Linked DNA regions of Zea mays: region 1 is linked to region 2. The links are chromatin contacts, called in public Hi-C maps. All regions are on one chromosome and are shown on one strand. The core of a region is the stretch at or near the end of the contact, and the rest is flanking DNA. Distances in the headings are between cores, read along the strand shown. Region 1 holds the start of LOC100192876. Region 2 holds the start of LOC103636843 (cytochrome P450 71A1).

The links. A called contact is a pair of places that touch in the nucleus more often than the background predicts.
Region 1: a Hi-C map of leaf shows a contact between it and region 2, with 4 times the contacts expected there. The contact joins the promoter of LOC100192876 here to the promoter of LOC103636843 in region 2. A contact is called at or near these places in 7 of 25 Hi-C or Micro-C datasets (bundle sheath, ear, endosperm and 1 more).

Annotation. Positions count from the first base shown.
Region 1 is chr8:28,559,986-28,567,522 of Zm-B73-REFERENCE-NAM-5.0, forward strand. It overlaps LOC100192876, which reads left to right and starts at 1,472. Exons shown (of 2, transcript NM_001138064.2): 1 at 1,472-2,469; 2 at 2,573-3,294. The coding sequence starts at 1,510. The coding sequence ends at 3,217. It overlaps LOC103635005 (a long non-coding RNA gene), which reads left to right and starts at 3,571. Exons shown (of 2, transcript XR_557065.3): 1 at 3,571-4,266; 2 at 4,367-4,813.
Region 2 is chr8:28,414,393-28,421,989 of Zm-B73-REFERENCE-NAM-5.0, forward strand. It overlaps LOC103636843 (cytochrome P450 71A1), which reads left to right and starts at 4,752. Exons shown (of 3, transcript XM_020542861.3): 1 at 4,752-5,896. The coding sequence starts at 4,871. LOC100283666 reads left to right here and starts at 1,274. Exons shown (of 7, transcript NM_001156567.3): 1 at 1,274-1,532; 2 at 1,663-1,689; 3 at 1,797-1,896; 4 at 3,548-3,694; 5 at 3,775-3,855; 6 at 3,937-4,082; 7 at 4,176-4,598. The coding sequence starts at 1,480. The coding sequence ends at 4,245. It also overlaps a transcript of LOC100382473 not described here.

The sequences.
Region 1 (7,537 bases), core at 222-2,721, 140 kb after region 2:
GTAAATTTATGGCTATGATATGCATCAAACAAGCTTATATTTTGCTCTCAAGTTGGTTCAAACAGTTCTAATTCATCTTAATATTTATTTGAAATTGGTTTGATAATTGCTGCAATAAGGAACTTATTTGAAGGTAAGAGTTATATGTTGTCTTGTCAATCACTGATTGACATGTGGTCTAATTTCATTCAGTTTTATTGGTTTGAGCTCTCGTGACATGTCGTGCTCGTGCAACACTCAAAGAAGACGAAATTACATGTCGTCGCAACGTACGAGCATTGTACTGTGATATATAGAAATCGTAGCAACATAACTGCTATATAACTGTGATATATAGAAATTGTAGCAACGTATCAGCAACTCACCTAGAAATGGATTATAAAATTATTTTTTATTATATTGTAACACATATTTATATATAAGTTATTGTAATATTCTATGTTTTCATTGCGACACCCACCTAGTGCACCTATTAAAACACGATGCAAAGACGGCCGGCCGGTTCAAGACTTCATCAGAGGGCAAGTTTGCATTGGCAACGAGCGTGTAGTACGCGTGGACTCTGAAGCAGTTGTTGTTGTACCCCAAAAAAGAGAGGAGAAAGTGACATTTTCTTTTCTTTGTTTTTACGTAGCCATGCATGCGCTCAATCAGGGAGGCAGCTCAAACATGCCTCTCCAACCCATCGCCGTCTGCTCACGGTCCTTTCAAAAAAAATCTAAACCAGTACAGACATGGCTGATTGAGCCAGCACCCCTCTCATTTATAAAGACTATTTCACATTCCCAATATACCACTAACTAAACTACTTACCATAGAACACAATCTTCGAACTCCACACTTGCATGCCACAACTCAAAAGATAAGTTGTATAAAGTCATGTCTCCGTTAGTCCATCAAACTCAATCCAAGATGTTACTCTATTGATTTTCACTCATCGCAAGCTCAAACTATAAATGTTCATATTAACCTTTTGTTCGTATTTATTTTTGTCTCTAAAAAAACCAAAAGCCAACAAAAATATAGGAATCTAAGCTGTTTTTTTAGAAGTAGCTGCTTTTAGAATAGTACAGATTTGAAGTTTTGAAAGAACCTTGAACCATGCTTTTGACTCCTGGCTTCTGAATTTAAAGTAGTGAAATATAGAGATGTTTCATATTTGCTTTAGAAAAACAAAAACAAAAGGTACTTCTGATCTTATTTTTTTTCTCATTAGGAAATCCAGTCAGATTCGAAGCCATTTGACTTAAGACAATTTTATTTGACGTCGCTTGTTTGTACAAGGTACCTAGCTGGGACAGCGCGTGCTACGTTCTCTGCACTGCGCCTTCACGTACGTCAATGCAGAAAGAGTGTAACACGTGTACGGCGCATGCCCACGTTGCAACGTCCTTGCATTGGCGGCGCTGCTTGCTCGGCCGGCGACGGCAACAAAGCATATAACGAAACGTCTCCGCCGCCTTCACTTTCCAAACGTTAGCCTTTTCCAATCAGGGAGAGAGCTCAAACATGGCACTCGAACCCGTCGCTCTCCTGCTCACGGTCCTCGTCGCCGCGCCGCTCACGGTCCTCCTCCTCCTCCTCTTCCTCGTCGCCGGCAACAAGAGGCCCGCTCGTGCTGCTTCTCCCACGCCGCGCCACCGCTTGAGGCTGCCGCTGCCGCCGTCGCCGCGGGGCCTCCCGCTGCTGGGCCACCTGCACCTGCTGGGCTCGCTGCCGCACCGCGCGCTGGCGTCTCTGGCGCGCGCGCACGGCCCCGTGCTGCTGCTCCGCCTGGGCCGCGTGCCCACCGTGGTCGTGTCCTCCGCTGCCGCCGCCGAGGAGGTGATGCGGGCGCGGGACCTGGCGTTCGCGAACCGGCCCGCGAGCGCCATGGCCGTGCGCCTCCTCTACGGCCGCGACGTCGCGTTCGCGCCCTACGGCGAGTACTGGCGCCAGGCGCGCCGCGTCTGCGTCGTCCACCTCCTCAGCGCGCGTCACGTCGGGTCCTTCCGCCGTGTCCGAGAGCAGGAGGCCGCCGCGCTGGTCGCACGCGTCGCCCGGGACAGCGCCGGTGGCGCGGCCGTCGGCCTCAGCGATCTCCTCACCGAGTACGCCAACGCCGTCGTGTCGCGCGCCGCGTTCGGCGACGAGAGCGCGCGCGGGCTGTTGGGCGAATTCGACTCCGGCCGTCGGCAGAGGAAAGTGCTCACCGACTTCCAGAAGCTCGTGGGGACGACGCCCGTCGGGGAGCTGCTGCCGTGGCTGGGCTGGGTGGACGCCGTCACGGGGCTGGAGGGGAAGATCAGGCGGACGTTCGAGGCGCTCGACGGGTTGCTCGAGAAGGTGATCGATGACCACCGGCGGCGGCCTCGCAGCGGGGAGGAGGGCGGTGACCGGGACTTCGTGGACGTGTTGCTGGACGTCCACAACAAGGACCAAGAGCACGGCATCCAACTAGAGACCAACGAAATCAAGGCCATCATCTTGGTAATAAATTTATATGACATACCGATCCATGAATTCATTTCGTATTTGTTATATTTGATATGATATGGTTCATTCGTGGTTGCCCATTTAAATTACTCGGCAGGACATGTTCGCGGCAGGCACGGACACGATAGCCACGGCGATGGAATGGGCCATGGCGGAGCTCGTCACCCACCCGCGTGCCATGCGGAGAGCCCAGGACGAGGTCCGCGCGGCGGCGGCCGGCTCAACCGGCGTGAACGAGGACCACGTCGCGCAGCTGGACTACCTCAAGGCCGTGCTGAAGGAGACGCTCCGGTTGCACGCGCCGTTGCCACTGCTGGTGCCCCGGGAGCCGGCGGCGGACACCGAGATCCTGGGGTACCACGTCCCGGCGCGCACGCGCGTGCTGGTCAACGCCTGGGCTATTGGCCGGGACCCCGCGACGTGGGAGCGCGCCGAGGAATTCGTGCCAGAGAGGTTCTTGGGCGGCGCCGCCGCAGCTGACGTCGGCTTCAAGGGGCAGCACTTCGAGCTCCTGCCGTTCGGCGCCGGCAGGAGGATGTGCCCCGGAATCGCGTTTGCGGAGGGAAGCGCCGAGATGGCCCTGGCGAGCCTGCTGTATCATTTTGACTGGGAGGCGGCGAGCCGGGGCCAGAACGGGAAAGGGACGCTGTCGCTGGACATGACCGAGATGAACGGATTAGCCGTGCATATCAACTCCGGTCTTCCGCTTGTAGCCAAGCCGTGGATCCCCTTCAAGAACTAGGAGAAGATATTGGAGATATTTGGTTTTTTACTGCAAACAATGTGCTTGATTTTAATGTTATTTTAGACATTTTTGCTCTTCTTCGTCCTTCTCCCTTTTTCCCTTTTTGTGTGTGTACGCTTGTAAAAAAAGACAAAATATCAAAATAATCTCTACTACCCTATATAATAGAACGTGGGCGCCACATCTCCCTGGTGAAGCATGTCCCCGTCCTTCGCCCCGGCCGGCTCCCCTCGTGCACGCAACACCGTGATTTCCTACCCCATTCCCGATCCGAAATCTCCTCACCCACTCTCGCCATGAAAGGCACCCACCCGACGGTGCGTCCGCGTAATCCGTACGCGCGATTTATTCCCCCGCCTCTGACTTCATCACCCCGCAAAATCCAGCCGTCGCACCCTCTCGCGACGCCCGCGATTCCATGGCTGTCACGTCTCCATCCTCGCCCCGCATGCCCTGGTCGTCGGCGTCGCCCAGGCGATTTCGTGCCCCCACACATTTCCCTCCATCGCAATGTTGCCCGTTGTGCCCCTGTCCATGGCACCCCGACCCTCACCTCACCCTCTTCCTCCCCACACCCCCGCGTTCCCCCACTCCTGCCGCGCTCGCCACCCCGCCTTCCCCATGAATCCTGTTTTTGCGCCACGGGTAAGTCCCCGTCATTTTCTTCATCACCGGAGCCAGAGTCGGGGCGCAAAGACGGCGACGCGTCCTTGTCGCTGCATTGCGCTGCTCGTCCTAGCGGCACATTATGGCATGGAAGACGGCAAGGAAGTTGCGGTACTTGAAGGGCTGCTCGAGCATGCAGATTTGCTTTCCCCTGGCGGTCGTGGGGTCCTCCACCGGCGACGAGGGCAAGTGGAAGTGGGGCTCCAGCGGCTGGAAGGCAGAGGGGAGGAGCAGGTCGACGCGACGCGTGCATAGCTGCTCAGCCACCGCGTGCCCCCCTCCGCTAAGACAACCGCAGTCTCCCCCTCGCCCACAGATCGCCGTGGCTGCGCCTACCAACCCACACCGCTCCTCCCCTCCCCGTCCCTTTCACCACCAAGGTTCCTCCATCCTCCACGATGGCTGACCAATTCCACCATTGCTACTCCGGATTCCATCAAATTGATTTCGTCCTCACGTGGCAGCACCGATCCCCCGCAGGTCGCATCGAGTCCACCGTTGGTGTCGGTTCCTTCCTCGCAATTCCATCAGCAAAAGCAGACTGTACTACCAACTAGAGAAGAGGCTTAGATCCACTGCACACTGAACCCTATGCCAGGGGAAGCTCTCACGTCGCGCCCGCCCATGGACCGCCTCGTCGACGACCTTGCCGCGGCAACCCTCTCCGATCTAGCGGACCAGGGCACCGCCACCATCGGTTTGCTTAACACTGATTCCTCCTCAGCATCATGTGCACCGTAGCGTAGAGGGTACCAACGCCATCATCCACAACCAGGTAACGTGTTCAATCCCCCGTTTCCCATCGCTTCGCTTCTAACCCAGACCAGTTTCGGTTCGTTTATTGTCCCACCAGCCAAATGGTAATGATTTTTTGGTGTAATATAATATAATAAAAAACATAAATACTAGCTTAGTTTGATTTTTCGAGTGGTTTGCTTCCATTTCGGTTGGAAGAGAAGATGGTAAGTCTGTTTCTATTCTATACTGTCACACCCGGATTTCGGGGGCACCAAGACCCAGGTGCGAACATAATCACCAAGTGTGATAGGAGCAAGTCTTACACATATGATGACTCATGGTACAGAAACGAATGTCACATCTTTACTATATAATAGGAGTTATATACAAAATAAATAAATAAATACATCATATGAAGACAACGATCCAGCAACCCAAAGTTGACTGGGAAACGACGTCCTAGACCTCTCACGAACACATCATAGCATCCTTCATGCGCCTCATCCTGTGGTACCTGTTCTTGACCTGTGTGGGGGGTGGACAACAAGGGTGAGCTCACATATGTTCATCGCTCAACAAGTTGTGGGGAATAATGTGCACGAATTCACCAAAGGTGGGAGTTCATGTGAAGTGTAAGGCTTACCAAAGAGGATGGTTGAAGCTGAGCATTGCTTTTAAAGTTGGTCAAAATTTTATTAGCAATTACTAAGTACAAGTAGATACCAAACCAGAGTAATAATAGATCAAAATTATAACAACACCCGCGATGCAATGTATATGACAAATTTAATTTAGTTCCATAAATTAATCATGAGTGAGTCCTAAGCTGCTCATGACCGCGAGCACGGCTAGTATACCAGTTTTACACTCTGGAGAGGTTGTACCTTGTACCCACAAGTCGTGTATCCCATCTCGCCAGGGTTTGCAAGGCCCTTAGACACTTCCGAGGTGAATGGCTAGGGATCCACTATTAGGCCTTTACAAAGTTCCACTAGCTTCCGAAAACCCGCTACAGTTCTAGGAAGAGTAATGTAGGAATCCCTCGTCTGACCGCCATCGCAGCCAAATCAACCCGAGAACCTCCCTACACGCCTACTCCCCTACTACCCTTGCCCCTTTCGGGTAAGGTAGTCTTCCACTAGCTTTTTTAATTAGTCAGCCAAGGGCGTCCCATTCCACCCTTATGGTGGCACGTGTTTCTCAAGTTAAGCTCCATGTTCCAATTAATATAATGATCTTGTCATGGACAATAAATAAAACAACAGTATAATTGAAACATGATCATAATGTAATATTAATCCCAAAACCATAAAGAGCAATAGCAAAAACTACCCAAATAGTTTAGGGGTAAACAAGGTATAAAGATAACCAAACTAGGGTGACCTATTGGGTCCCATCATAATTAATCCTATGCATGCCAAAGTGATTATAGAGAACATTATTGGGTAAATAAAAGTGATCAAGGGCACAACTTGCTAGGGACTTGAGATTCCAGGTATCAACTTCCTCTTCAAGTGACTCGTAACCTCGCACTAGTCGTAGCAATACAAATAAATAGGGTATAGGCAAAATTAACATCACACCAAATATAATAACAAACTATGTAATAATAATCTACACGACGCTACAAGGTCGTGGGTTCGAGAACCGCTAAATTCGGAGCTATGGATATAAAGTTATGGTTTTCCGAAGTCTTAATTAATTAATTAATAGAATTATATTATATGTTGATTAATATAAATCAGGTGAGAAAATATTCCTAAGAAATCATTAGTTTAATTTTAATCCAACTTATAACTTGATTAAAGCATATTTTAGTCAAATCATAACTAGGGACTGAAAACCTTATCTTATTTTTAATTAGAAAAGTTAATTCGATGAACATAGGGTAAACACATTAATTATTCAAAAACCAGGTTACATGATAAATTAGGGTTACTAATTTGTAGATAATTTTATTGCGAAGCTAATGCAATTTGAATGGGTCAAATCAAAGTTAAAATGATCAAAATACGGATTTTAGAAGTTCTAGGTCAATTTTGATAATAATCTTATACTCTAAATTCCAACCAGGGGCCTAATTGCAAATACCAAGGGAGGTTTTGTAAAAATTGAGGATCCAACTGTTATTTTTATGCACCAGGTGAATGGCGGGTTGGTTATTGAAAAAGTAAGGGTCTCTTTTGCAAAGTGGTGGTTGAAGGGGTATGGATAACTCCTAGCCGTTGGATCACGATCTGCGGTCAGGATTAAATCGAATCCTAGATAAACGGATACGCCCTAGCCGTCGGATCCGAAAATCTATGGCCTAGATTAGATTAGCCTTAGGCGAACTGGTTCGTGATGTGAACCGCCAGATGCCAATCCAAGGGTCAGGATCAAAAGTATCCCGCGCACACGACTACCCGTTCATCTTCAAATCTACGGTCGTGAGGAACTCTAGCCGATTCAGTACTCAGATCTAATTGTAGCCCTTCACAGCTAACCCAACGACATGGATTGTCCCAGCCGAAGCGGTATGCTCCAACCAATCTAGGCCGCCCATCACTAGATCCACAACCCCACGTTCTTCTTCCCCTCCATCACCCTGCCATCCGGAGCACGGTTAGGCGTGCCCCTGAACTCGCAGCCATGCCCCCGGAGCCCCATACGGAAGGATACACGTAGCGGAGGTAAAAAGTAACCTATTGAGTGAGTTCTCACCGCAAATCACCAAGCGACTAGCTCAGTCCACGGTAGACCGTGGCGTCGCGGTGGTAAATGTACTCCGGTGAGCAATTCACATCTCGTCCGCCAATCCGCCATACTCCGTGATCGCCACCGCCACACACATGCTCGATTTGATCCCGCGATGCTCCAAAGCCATCTGTCGGTGCTGACAGCGCTCCATGATTTCGCCCGCGACGGACCTAT
Region 2 (7,597 bases), core at 3,502-6,001:
ACATAATATATGTCCATTTGTGGCATGTGTGATGTCAACTCCTGAATATTAAAATTTGAATTTGAAAGCTCCATAATCCTGGCTTATAAGTTGTGGAGAGGAAACACTAGCAAAGGCTCCTTTTTTTTAGTTGTGGAAACCTTTTTCTATGTGAAGAACTGAAGATTGCCAGCAAAAGGTTCATTCCTGATCAAGTTGAGTTGTCCATTGTCATCTGCTGCTTTTCAGAATGTAACTCTGAATTACTTAGCCTTAGGCCTTAACATATACTCATCGTCGAAATGTAATGCCCTACACTAATGATATGACATTATCCCAACTTGTTGAGCCAGAAAATAAAAGTAGTAAATTTAACTCAGATAAAATAACTTATCATCCAAGCTGCAACGTTGTGTGTCTCAAAAAACTCGGTGCAGCTCAAGATACACATTGAAAAAATCCTGATCGGTGTTTCCATTGGTATAACATCACGGAGTGTTATTTTTATGTTAATATTTTTTTGTAAGGCTTCACATGGATCTTTCTGTTAGCTGCAAAATATTTTAATCACTAGCCAAAAAAACCTTCCAAAATAAGTATACTAGATTATGTCTAGCTTTATTGTAAACTGAGATTTCTTGTATATACCTTCTCTAGGATCCAAGGACAAAACAATGGCATCTTGTTAAGGCAAATAAATAGATACCAAGTTAAATTCAGTGAATGGTGGTACCAAGTACAAACAAGAAGAAACAACAACCGATTGGTCTAGGTATGGTACGGTACGTTTGCTTGCAAGCGAAACACAGGCGTTGTTGTAGATCTACTCGGCCGCGGCCGGGCGTTCGACGATCTAGCTCGTAGTCGTCGTAGCTGGATGCGTGCGTACGTGCATGCATGCTGCCGAGTGCCGGCTCAACCGGCCATCTCCTCGTCTCATATCATATATATACGCGGTGGTCGGGTGGTATACCTTGGATATCTCTTGCAAGGACATGGGATGACTGGGGAGCAGCACGGTTGGCGGCTGCATGGAGGAGCCGGGCCATCCTCGTCTGTAGGTCGTGTAGCCTTTTTTTTACTCGCATCATCAGAGATGGCCATGCCTGTTTTTGTTTTGTATCTGGTCTCTGGGGAGCATACGTACTGACAATGATAGCAATGAAGGCACACGGATACAGGCTGTCTCTGGTGGTGCGCACCTATGTGTTGAGCTGAGCTGGTTGGTTGGCGGTTTGCATGAACAACGCACAGGCAGAGGCAGGAAACAAGCCAACGCCCAACGGCAACAAGAGAAAAAACCCCAAGACCTTTCCAAGCCAGCAGGCAACAGCGCACCAATCCCGACGCGAATCGCCCAGAACGCGAGGCGGAATTTCCCATCCTCTTGGACCCCCCCCCCCCCCCCCCCTCTGTTCTTCCTCCTTCCCCCGCTCCTCGTCCACACGCTCCGCTCCGATTCCGCCCGCGTCCGCGGACCCAGATCCGGCGCCCGCGCCCATGGCGACGCGCAGGCGAATGCTCCTCAAGGTCATCATCCTCGGCGACAGCGGGTGCGGCCGGCTCCCTGTCCCTTTCCATACCGGACCTCTTTTTGTTTTGTTTTTTTTTCCTGTTCGTTCGTTTGCTTGCTTGCTTGCGCCGGTTCCTCACTGACCCCCTGGTGCGTCTCCTTGTTCGCAGGGTCGGCAAGACCTCGCTGATGAACCAGTAAGTCCGCCCCTCTCCGATCCCTCGATTTCACTTCACTTTGCTTTTGCGTTGGTTCACCGGGGCCTGAACCGATTGGTTGGGTTTGGTTTCCTGCGCGCGCGCAGGTACGTCAACAACAGGTTCAGCAACCAGTACAAGGCCACCATCGGCGCGGATTTCCTCACCAAGGAGGTCCAGATCGACGACCGCCTCTTCACACTGCAGGTCTGCTTGCTTCGACATCGTCTCCCTTCTTATTACAGCACCATCCGTTTAGGTTTGTTTCTATTCAATTGGCTGGGGGTACCTACAGTGCTTCGAGCCCGGATTAGATTGTGTGCTCCTGTGCGCCTCCAATGTGATCGTTGCAGTGCCCGATACGAAGGGTCGGTTCAGTTTCAGTCTTTCAGTCCGGTCATCTTGTGCTCTCTAGATAACGCTTGTTCCCCATCCGACTAGCTGGGCTCAGAGCCTGAATCGACAACCATCGCCTTCTATCGTGTGGGTTGCTTATTGGAGATGCCGAGTGGTTCCAGTCCACACCGTGCCACGCTGGGTTCAGTTCACACTGTAACTCCTCTGGTAAGCTAGCTACATCCACTACGGTGGTGTGGACGTACGCATCAGAAGTTACGTCCATTTAGCTCCAGTTTAAGCTGCCTGCTTCGAAAGACATTTCTCCACTGGTTAGCTTTTCGCTGAACCATACGATGCTAACTAAAAACAAAAGCGAAAGTGAAACCATTACTGGACGTATATGCGTTTTGGTTGAGTTACACCATTACATGTGTAATTTGATTCGCAGTGACGCTTCTGTTTGGGACATCAGTCATCAATCAGCTAAGAAGGATATTTCAGGGATGTGCGCAGTAGTTCCCTTCCAAGACGTCGTCTGACTTTTGAGAGATGAAGTTTTACTCATTAATTTTATGCAGCTTTCTGCCTTGGTGCCTTTTGGGCATTGCCCCTGTAAAAAAAAATTATGATGCTCCTTTTCACAAGTTTGTATCTGTCACTCTATCTATTGAGTTTGTTTGCTATTCCCTCCGTCCACAAAAAAGATGCAACTACGGTATCCAATCTATCTCGAGTTAGTTTGACTAAGTTTGTAGTAAATAATATTAGTGTTTATATCTCTAAAAAAATTATCACAAAAATATATTCTATAACTATTGTAATGGTACTTATTTTGTTTTATGAATGTTTTTACCTTTTTTTTTCAAAATTCCTACTGTTTGACTCCTCGAAAAGCGAGAATTGTATTCTTTTGTCGATAGAGGGAGTACTTAAAATCATTACGCCGCCCAATTCCTTAAAAACCTGTTTTCCTTTCATCACTTCCATTTTGGCAGTACCCAAATTTCATGGATTTCCTGATGATTTGTCTGGCTCATAATGATGATGCTGTGGAGAGCTGCTATATCTTTACCATGTTCTTTTAAAAAGGACAGGGGCCGTTATGTCCATAATTTTGCTTTGGTATTTATCAACTATCAATGCCTTTATTCAAATCGGGATATGTTTCATTAATCTTTTCGCTTGATTATCTGTACCATTAAAAAAGGCATAGTTTTTTCCCATGTGGTGTATATGAATAAATAGGAGTTTTGGTTCAACTGAGCACATACCTGCTTGTGTTAATAACGATTGACTTGATAGCTATTATGTCAAGGATGCTAATTAAGTCATAGGTAGCAATGTTTTCTTATGCAATTACTGTTTATGATATGAAACTGATGCTACCTTTTCCTTTTTCTTTTGAGTCAGACTTAATATTTGTAATCTGTTTATTAGGTGATGGAATTTGCAACCTCCTGCTATTTTTTGGAGCCATTATCATTTTAGCTTACAACTTCATTGTTTTACTGAAGCTTAGATATGGGATACGGCAGGACAGGAGCGGTTTCAAAGTCTTGGTGTGGCATTTTATAGGGGAGCTGACTGCTGTGTTCTTGTATATGATGTCAACGTATCCAAGTCATTTGAAAAGCTCAACAACTGGCGTGAGGAATTCCTAATTCAAGTAATTAACCTGCTTATTCGCGATCTATATCTGTATGTCCATTGTGTTTGAAAAAAAAGGACTCACTGTTCATTATGCAGGCCAGCCCATCAGACCCAGAGAATTTCCCATTTGTTGTGCTTGGTAACAAGATCGATGTTGATGGTGGTAACAGCCGGACTGTGAGTATTTCTCGTCACGAGTTGTTATCCACTGGATTTATTCTCTACTTTTGTGAAATTTCTTTGTTCTTCACTTTTCAGGTTTCTGAGAAGAAGGCTAAAGCATGGTGTGCTTCAAAGGGAAACATCCCCTACTTTGAGACGTCGGCTAAAGAGGGCTTCAATGTAGAGGCTGCATTTGAGTGTATAGCGAGGAATGCTGTAAAAAATGAGCCAGAAGAAGATATGTAAGTTTGAATAGTATATAGCTCACATATATGTATCATACATGCAGGCAGCCTTGTGGTGTAACTTGATCTATGTTTTACCAACTTTTGCAGGTATCTTCCTGATACGATTGATGTTGGGGGCGCTGGAAGGCAACAGCGTTCGTCAGGTTGTGAATGCTAGAAGATATGGAGCACTGCGAATTGCTCGGTTGGTTGGTCTGATTCTCTAGGGCTTGTTGTTTGGGTGGCCTGTGTCATCATTTCATATATGTATTTAGTTTGCAAAACTGCTATTTGTGGACACTGGATAGTTTGGAAGTCTGCATGCGGGTGCTTATTGTCGACTCCCGTGTAGATGCAGAGAACTCATTTGTAACTGCCGTTTCGGTGTTGTATCGTATCTGCGCTAGATGCTAGTGTTGTAACGCTTTTGATTGTTGATGGATTGCATATATGTACTGTATTTGTACATGAACAGAACGTAGTGCCCATTTTCATAGTGTTCAATTGTTGGTTGGTTTGGTATTGTTCTTTTAGTCTGGTTTCTCCACATTACCCGTCTTGACCGTACATGGCATATTGGCATGGGGTCATGGTGCTGCTTTGTAGCCTCTAGCTTGCTTGGACTTCCTTCGAAAATATCTGTATTCTTGGATTTTTTTTTTCAATTCCCTCTTCTCTGAAACGGTTAGGATCGTGTTCGTTTTTTTCAATCTCTGTCGTCTAGAAATAGTTATCCAGCGGGATCGTCTGCTCTCCACCTCTGCCCCCGTCGCCATCAAACAGGAGTAGTAGGGGGGCAACCTATGCTTATCGTGAGATCACTGCGTGCCTATTATTATCTTCCTTCCGTCTCATTATTGGACCATCCACCTATACGTGCAGTGTCGGTGAAAACCATGGACGTGTCACCGTTCCTTGCACTGCTGCTCGTTACCCTCCTTTCCCTGCTCTTCTTCCTCTCCACTTGGAGGAAGAAACAGCCTTCTCCGCCCAGCGGCGTCGGCGATGGCCGGCCGCTTCCGCCGTCGCCTCGGGGCCTTCCTATCCTGGGACACCTGCCTCTTCTGGGCCCCCTGCCGCACCGGAAGCTGTGGGCGATGGCGCAGGCGCACGGCCCCGTGATGCTCCTCCGCTTCGGCCGCGTGCCGACGGTGGTGGCCTCGTCGGCGGCCGCGGCGCAGGAGGTGATGAAGACCCGCGACCTGGCGTTCGCGAGCCGCCCCAGGATGCGCATGGCCGAGCGCCTCGTGTACGGCCGCGACGTGGCCTTCGTCCCCTACGGCGAGCACTGGCGTCAGAGCCGACGCGTCTGCGTGCTCCACCTTCTCAGCCAGCGCCGCGTCAGCTCCTTCCGCCACGCCCGGGAGCAGGAGGTCGCCGCGATGCTCGCCCGCGTCCGCGCCGCCGCCGGTGGACGCGACGGCGCCGTCGTCAACCTCACCGCCCACATCATCTCCTACACCAACGGCATCATCTCCCGCGCCACGTACGGCGACAAAGGAGGGAGGTACTACGACGGGCCCGACGGCGGCGAGAAGCTCGCGAAGCTGTTCGCCGACTTCGAGGAGCTCCTGGGGACCGTCACCGTGGGGGAGTTCGTGCCCTGGCTGGCGTGGGTCGACGCGCTCATGGGCCTGGACGCCAAGGCCACGCGCACGTCCGCGGAGTTGGACGCCTTCCTGGAGCGGGTCATCACGGACCACCGTCGTCAGAGGCGCCGTGGCGGCCAGTGTGACGGCGACGACCATCGGGATTTTGTCGACGTGCTGTTGGACGTGAACGAGGACGAGGCGGACGCCGGTGGTGGAGTCAAGTTTGACGACACTACAGTAAACGAAGAAAGTTCCGACGGTCCCTCTATCGCCGACGGCTTCCTACGAGGCCGTCGGATATTACCTTATGTCCGACGGCCAACAGGGGCTCTCGGAAATAAGACGTTATGTCCGACGGCTACTGACAAAGCCGTCGGAGATAACCTTATGTCCGACGGCTAGTTACGAGGCCGTCGGACATAAGTTTTTTTAACACGCGGTACCGGTCCGGCGCGGTTCATTTTCACGCGCGCGCGCTCCTCGCTTTCTCTCTCTGCCCGCTCGCCGCCGCCGCCGGAGACGCTCGCCGCCGCCGCCGGAGACGCTCGCCGCCGCCGCCGGAGACGCTCGCCGCCGCCGCCGTCGAGGCCCGCCGCCCCGACACACGCCGCCCCGCCATCCGCCGCCCCGCCGCGGCCGTCGAGGCCCGCCGCCCCGACACCCGCCGCCCCGCCATCCGCCGCCCCGCCGCGGCCGCCCGCCGTCGACCGCCACGCCGAGCCCGCCGTCGACGCCCGCCCCGCCCGCCCGCCGTAAGGTATTTAGTATTAATCTATTATTAATATTATATTAATATTGTTTTGTAGTTTATTTTATTATATCCGAGGTCCTAAATTTAATTAGTGGTGTTTAGATAGTTGTAATTTTTAATTTCCGACGGTAATTATTATGCCCTCGGAATTAAGGTCAGTTTATATGATTTGTCACCCGTAATAATGTTATGTAGTGGTGTCTATATAATTTAAACTCTTAATTTCCGAGGGTAATTATTAAGCCCTCGGAAATAAGGTTGTTTTATTTGATTTAGGGTCCCGTGAAATGTTTTTTTGTAATGCTATTGTATTAGTTTGGTTAATTAGTGGCTATTGTATTAGTGTGATTAATTAGTAATCATAACTAATTAAGTTAACGAAACCTAGACGTCACCCGTTTCGGCCCAACACACCTTACATGTGACGCATGTGAGGTATGTTGGGCCGGAATTGTCCCTTTATTGGACAGCCTCGGGGTGACCGACAGAGTCCGTGTTTATGACAAAGGCATGTGCTCCTGCTTAGTTTCGGCAGCATAACCCCTGTGTTCTCCAATTGCACCATTTTTAGGCGTGCGATTGGAGAACAGCGGGGTTATGCTGCCGAAATTTCGCACGACCACATGTCTTGTCATAAACACGGCCTCGTCGGTCACTCCTGGGTGGGTTTAGGACCTATCCTTTCCTACAGATGTAGGGGCGTGATTTCTTCGTAAAAACGGATGGCCCGTGCATTACTTATCTAATTAAGTTAACGTCTCGTAGCTAGTATGGAGGAGAATCGTCGATGGATGTATGAAGGTTGGAAGAAAAGAGGTGCTCTATCAAGTGAGTGGGTGGCCAAGACTGATGCTTTTCTCGACCATGCTTTTGCTCGGTCAGAGACTGGAACCGATGTTAGGTGCCCTTGTAGCAAGTGTCGGAACATTAATTTCCTTGACAGGAGGACTATGTCGATACATATTTGCAAGAACGGTTATATGCCAGGCTATGAGGTGTGGGTGCACCACGGTGAGGACCCACCTCCTCGTATTGTATCGGAAGTTCAGTCACATGAAGAGGAGGACTACGATATGATGGAAGAGATGCTTGACGATGTACGCCATGAGTTTCTAACCGTCGATTCGGAGAACCCCGGTCAACCCACCGAGTTTGAGGATCCAGCTACACCTGAGGTTCAGAAGTTC